2 separate regions of the Mus musculus genome follow, and region 2 is linked to region 1. Evidence: chromatin contacts called from public promoter capture Hi-C data. All regions are on one chromosome and are shown on one strand. The core of a region is the stretch at or near the end of the contact, and the rest is flanking DNA. Distances in the headings are between cores, read along the strand shown. Region 1 holds the start of Sag (S-antigen, retina and pineal gland (arrestin)). Region 2 holds the start of Ugt1a6b (UDP glucuronosyltransferase 1 family, polypeptide A6B).

Region 1 (3,200 bases), core at 320-2,819:
CATCAAGTTACCCATGCTCTGGACACAAAGCCCACTCCTGTGACTTCCTCCTTTGGACATTTCCTCCCACATGTTCCAGTATCCATCCATGATCAAACCAGCACTGATCAGTTGTACTTTACTGTAGTGTGCAGCTAAAAAATACTTAGTTTTTTTTTTTTATGTGTGTGTGTGTGTGTGTGTGTGTGTGTGTGTGTGTGCGCGCCACATGTGTACAGATGCCTGCAGAGACCAGAAGAGGGTGTTGGATCTCTTGAAGCTGGAGTTATAACCTGACCTGGGTGCTGGGAACTGAACTCGTGTCTTTTGGGAGAACAGCAAGCACTTATAACTGCTGAGTCATTTCTCCAGCCCCAGTTCCCCGCTCCACCCAAATGGGGTCTCAAATGGCTGGCTTGAAACTCACTGTGCAGACCAGACTAGCCTCAAACTCATAGAGATCTACCTAAGTCCACCTCCCAAGTGCTGGGATCAAAGGTGTGTATCACCATGCCGGGCCCATTGTATATTTTGGTATGTTTTGTCTTTCTTGGTAAGCTTCAGGCATTTCAGTAAACTTCACCAGGTAGATCCTAATGGCGTTTTGTCTTTTTTGATTAAATGTTGGTGTCATGTACTTGTAAGGCTGTATCTAAAATTCTGTCGTGCCAGGGGCAGAGTTAGGATTGCAAAGTTTGAGGCCAGCCTGGACTACAAAGTGAGTTCCAGGGCAGCCAGGGTGATTCAGTAAGACTCTGTCTCAAACAAAATCAAACAATTCTATCATAACTAGATTTTTTTCCCTCCTCTTCCTCCTCCTGTCTCATTATGTAGCCCAGGTTGGCCTCAAACTGGCAATCCTCCTGCCTAGTGCTGGGATCACATCTGTGTACCACCACACCTGGCTTTTCTGTGGCTTATGGTAAGCACACAGAAAATATTCCTGAAATATGCCGTATGACTGCTCCCCAAAAGCAGCTGTCAGAGGCACATGAGAGCCCTAGTTCCACCAAGCAGGCCTTTCTTTCCACTCAGCATATCTGTTTCCTCTCAGACTGGCAGATAGGCAAAGCCATCTCATGGTTTGGGACTAAATGCCCTCCAAGTTTCCTTTCCAAGCAAAACCTGTGGCAGTCAGAGGTAGCGAACCCCAGCAAACATGCAGAAGCGCATGTCTGTCCTTGTTGTCCCACCCCCAGACTCCCACCCCATGTCCACTCTGGTTTCTGAGAATGCCTGGGTTTGCTGCTCACTTACCTTGTAATTTGTCACCACCCAGTTGAGCTGGCCAGAGAAGTCACGAGAGGGTACCTGTGCTTTTCGACAGTGAGCAGCCAGCCCACGCTCTGAGGGACCTGGTGCAATCCTATCAGATAACCCCACAGGGCAAGGGTGAGGCCCCTGGCTGCCCCGGGGGGGGAATTTGTAGGGATCTGTGCCCAGCTGTTAGGTCTCAGTGTCTAAAAACCAAATCAGATTTGAGGAGCAGGGAGCTGATTGGATTATCGAGATGGCAGATTGCCCACTTCAGCAGTTCTAGCATTAGCTGGGAGCTCCAATCTTCTCAGAGGGTCCCAAAGATGCACGAGCCATCCAGCTGGCCTGGGCAAGGTGCAAAGAGAGGAATAGCTAATTGAAAGCTTTTGTTTCTTGTTTTTTTTTTTTTTTTTTTAATCCTAAACCTCTTTAGGTTCTGGAAATAGATGGCTTATCCTTTCGCTCTTCACCATCATCAGGAAGGGGTATGTTCGACTGACAGGCCTGATTAAGCTCAGCAGCATTAGGGTGTTATATAAAGAAAAAGGTCAAGGAGAAAGGTCAGCCCAGGGCTGGGCTGCACGTGGCCCTTACCTTCACCCTACACACCAAGAGTTCTGTTGGGCCCTCTGTATCTTTCCTTGTCTTTACACGTTCAGTATGGGTCTACACGCCAGCTAGGCTTCCCCAGGCGGTAATAACTCCATCACCCGATGGGCATCTATCTCTACATCCCAGGCCCTTCTCTATACCCAGTACAGACTTTCTTAACCCTGACCTGATGATTCCCCTGCTGGGGGAGGTCCTGTCACTCTTGCATGGAGACAGACATCTTGGAACATAAGTGAGCCTTCTACCTTCTACCAAGTTTGACCAAGTGTCATTGCCTCAGGGAAGTCCCCCCAGGCACAGGCCTAGGCCAGAGGCACAATTGCCATTCATCCTTACTAGCAGTTCTGTTTCCTTATTAGACTCTGGGCCTGTGAGGCAGAGTATCCACCACTCTGTGTTGCCCTCACTTAGTGAGGAGTAAGCCACGCTCCCAAACACACTCGGAATGATTGGGATGCTATAGCTACTGACAGTGGGCATCACTCTAGCAATAAAACAGTAGCAACAAAAGGCTTATTGTGATATCTGGAGTGAGGGTGTTAGCATTTGTCCCCAAATCTGCTGGCTTTCCATCCAGTCTGAATAATGCCTGCCAGGTTATTATTCCTCACCACTCTGCCCATCAACCAACCGTTTGGTCTGCTGTTCTCCTTTGCTTTTAGTAAACCTGTTTTTTGTTGTTGTTGTTGTTGTTGTTGTTTTGTTTTCACTTTTGCTGTTGCTGCTGCTGCTGCTCCTCTTCTTCCTCCTTCTTCTTCTCCGTTCCCAACCATAAAACCAAGAGTACTTGAGATCCCACACACTTAGAAAGTCAAGTCTCTGGGCCGCAGCAGTAACAGCTGATGGTTTAGTGAAGCATGTTTACCATGGCGATGGATTTCATGATAGTATTTCCACACATCTGTCACTGTACTTCATTCTATTTCAATCTCTGTCCCCCAAAAGCTCTCTTCTGTGTCCCCTTTATTTAGTTTTACCTAAAATTGCCAAAGCTTTTAATTTCCAAGGGAAAACTTCTTATTTGAATTCATTACTTTGAGATAGAGTCATGCTTACATACCTTTGGTTAGCTTATAACTCAAAATCCTTCCATCTTAGCCTTTGAGTCAAAACTTTTTCTTTTCTTTTTCTTGAGTCAGGCCTCACTATGTCACTCTGGCTAGCCTGGAACTCCCTACATAGACCAGGCTGGTCTTTTACTCAGAGTCCATTCGCTTCTGCCTCCTGGGTGCTGGAATTAAAGAAGTACAACACCACACCTGGCAAAACATTTTCTAAAAAGATTTACTTTAAAATTGGTTATGTATATGAGCATTTTGTCTGCATGTATGTGCATCATGAATTTGCCTGGT
Region 2 (3,200 bases), core at 182-2,681, 300 kb before region 1:
AGTACCATGTCTGCCTGCCTGATGCCATGCTTCCCACCCCCCCACCCCCCGACCATAATGGACTAAAGCTCTCAAATGTAAGCCAGCCCCAATTGCCTGTTTTCCTTTCTACAAGTTGCTGTGGTCATGGTGTCTCTTTATAGCCATAGAATCCCTAAGAAGCTCCCCCTAGATGATATGCATAATAAATACGATGTCAGCTCTGATCACCTGCTTCCTTTAAAGTGCTGCTAGTGTCCCATCCGTGACACCTTCCCTAGTGAGCCCATGGTCCAGCAGCCCAGAATGTGGCCCTGGGCCTCCTTCCCTTCCTTGCTATCCTCACCTTCTGTATATTTATGCCTCTCTCCCAACTACCAGTAGCATGTGCAGGTGTGGCCAATCAGTGTTCTAATGTCCCACCCTACCACACCCAGTGTTCCTCTCTATTGAGTCTGCAGCATGCAGATCAGTGTCCAGCATACAGGAGGTTCCGAGTACCAGATTGTATGTGAGTGAACTTGCATTGGGACTGCCTGTCCATTTTATCCTTGTGCCTCATTTTCAATGAAATAGTAAAAGGTCACTCCAGGAAAGACAAGCACAGAACCAGCTCCCTTTTGAGGGAGGAGCTGGTTGCTGACCCTTCCACATGTGTATAAGGGAAAAACCAACGACCCTTTCCTTCTGCACACTTTCACTCACACAGCTCTTGTGTTACCAGGCATGTATGAGTCAAGTCAACCACTTAGCAGAGTTGGCTACAGACCAGAGGCTCTTTTACTCAGCCTCAGAGCAGCTCTGCTCAAACCACTCAGAGAACTAAATCACTCAGTCAGAGGTTCATTATAGCAGCAGCACCCATAGTGCAACAAGACAGCAGTGGAGAAATGCCAAGAGCTTGGGGGAGAGACATGGCCGCTCTGTGTTCTTGGTGCAACCTATCCTCCACACCTTCAGCAACCTGGCAGCTCCCCAACCCAATCCCTCTGTGCTTTCATAGGGGCCGCATCATGAAATACAGGGGATGGGCTGATTGATTAAATTACCGTTGATCAGTAATCAACCCTAACTTCAATCCCTTTCTCTGCCCTTCCCTCTAATCTCAAAGCTGGTTCCAGACCCCATCCTTACAAACTTTCCAAAAGTTGCCCCTTAAGCATAAGCTTTAAGAAAACAGTACAACAGCTTATCACAAACAAACAGCACAGGTTTCCCTCCCACCCCTCATGAAATCAACAGGCATTTGGGAAGCTCTGCACAGGAAGACAAAAGCCCTTATCTTTCAAATTCTGTATTACTCTCTCACCACACATAATCTGTTACTTGCCTGTCAGATAGTAAGGTTAGAGACCTGTGCCTCTAGGTAGCACGTGATGAGGGCCCTTGAGCAAGAGTAAGAAATCTGGAAGTCGGTTTCCAGTCAGCCACCATCAGCCAGCATCTGAATTCTGGGTTTCCTAACCACCACCAAAGAGGGAGGGTTACATTTGTTCTGTTTGTTAATCACTGCTGAGGGCGGGCCAGGGAGTTATGGATGTTGAAATCAGGCTGCCCAGGGAGAAGTTGTTCTTTGCATCAAAAAACTGGCTCACCTAGACCTTGTCACATATATGCACATTTGAGCCTACATGCCAGGGCTTGCCTTAATCTTGGCACCACAGTGAGCTGAGACTCAGGAAAGCAAGACTGAAGGGGCCACCCCAAAAGGCAAGCAGGAACATAGCCAAGATGAAAGTTCTTTCTTTAAGGCTTAAATAGACTCCACTCAGTCCAAGCTGGAGTGGAGCATCAGCAGTGTGGGGATAGGGTGTTGATGTTTATTTATTTTTTAGTTTGTTTACTTTTAGTTGATTCTTTGTGGGTTTCATATTGTGCTCCCCAGTCCCACTCATCAACCATCCCCGTCATATCTGCCATTTGCCTTTAACACATGAACAAGCAGGCAAAACAAAAACAAAAAGCATAGAAAATATCTCATGGTAGAAGCTGTAATGCTGTCACAGTGTATCCCAGAGTATGTCTCTCTGTCCACACATCTTCACTTGTAAATGTTCATTGCACTGAGGCACTGGTCCAGTTTGAGATCTCTGGCTTCTGGGACATCATCAGGGTTTTTGACTCAGAATGAAAAGAGACAAGAGAGGATGCTGCCAACCTGGCTCACAGCAATGAGAAACCACTCCTCAGAGGCTCACAAAGGAAGCACACTGTACCTATGTCCTTGCTGAGCAGCTGAGCAAAAGATTTCTGGAGAATGTATTTAAGCAAGCTGGCATGGATTGGGGGAAGCAAGAGGAAATGTAGCCTCGGATTCTTTATGACAGACACACAATTTACCGAGGTCAGGGCCCTTCCTAGGAAAACCATCAGGTTCACCTGGGTACTGACAGGGGTAGGCTCATTATTTCCAGCAAGTCCATGGGGTCATAGGTTGAAATTAGGAAGAGGGCAGGAGAGGACAGCAAGGTTCTGTCAGAGCATCACCAGAGGGTGCCTTGCAAGCTTTGTTCATGAGATTTGACTCTACTGCTTCTTAGACTGGTGTGTGTGTGTGTGTGTGTGTGTGTGTGTGTGTGTGTGCGCGCACACACACACACAGAGAGAGGGGTGTGCAGGTGTCAGGAGTGTTTCTGTACCGGGCACCAGAAAAGGGAATGTGGCATGCCTGGCACTTCTATGTTTTATCCCTAAAGAACTGCTGCAGGAGACTCAGTCCAGTCAAGGGCGAGGATACAGGCTCAGGGTGTCTTGCATTACATTTTTCCTACCTATACAGGGGAAGGTCAGCTTTAACCTAGGGATTTCTGAAGAACAACAAATGGGGCTTGGGGCACACACCAGTGGAATGAAGGCATAGATCTTGGGATAGAACCACCCTGTATGGGTAATAATGCCGCTCCCCAAATTGAATGAAGAACAGCTAGCATCTGGAGTAGGAAGGAGGTCTGAAAGTTGACAGGGGACAGTTTCATTCCAGAAGCTGAGGGCTATCTGGAAAGGTCAGCCATGAAGAGTAATTCCCTTCTCAAGAACTCACCCTTCCAGATCCTTCAGATACCTAAGCCCAGGAATTAGAGGCCCAGGACCTACAAGATGACAGAAGACCTACAGAACAATTTCAGACTTAAAAAATCTGAATACAGAACACAAAAAAGGCAAAACCAAATCCATGAATTTCCCTGGTTTTGTTTCTGCTGCTGTGGTAAAATACTCTGATA

The links. Promoter capture Hi-C pulls out the DNA fragments that hold promoters and counts their contacts.
Region 2: a contact with region 1 is called in a promoter capture Hi-C map of pre-B cells, with 4 times the contacts expected there. The contact joins the promoter of Ugt1a6b here to the promoter of Sag in region 1. A contact is called at or near these places in 4 of 39 promoter capture datasets (3T3-L1-derived adipocytes, erythroid cells, hematopoietic stem and progenitor cells and 1 more) and 2 of 9 other capture datasets (liver and macrophages).

The regions. Positions count from the first base shown.
Region 1 is chr1:87,802,049-87,805,248 of GRCm38.p6, reverse strand. It overlaps Sag (S-antigen, retina and pineal gland (arrestin)), which reads right to left and starts at 1,569. Exons shown (of 16, transcript NM_009118.2): 1 at 1,237-1,569.
Region 2 is chr1:88,101,488-88,104,687 of GRCm38.p6, reverse strand. It overlaps Ugt1a6b (UDP glucuronosyltransferase 1 family, polypeptide A6B), which reads right to left and starts at 1,431. Exons shown (of 6, transcript NM_201410.3): 1 at 1,310-1,431. The region is part of intron 1 of Ugt1a10 (UDP glycosyltransferase 1 family, polypeptide A10); the gene reads right to left. All of the region lies in intron 1 of Ugt1a9 (UDP glucuronosyltransferase 1 family, polypeptide A9), which reads right to left. All of the region lies in intron 1 of Ugt1a8 (UDP glucuronosyltransferase 1 family, polypeptide A8), which reads right to left. It also overlaps Ugt1a7c.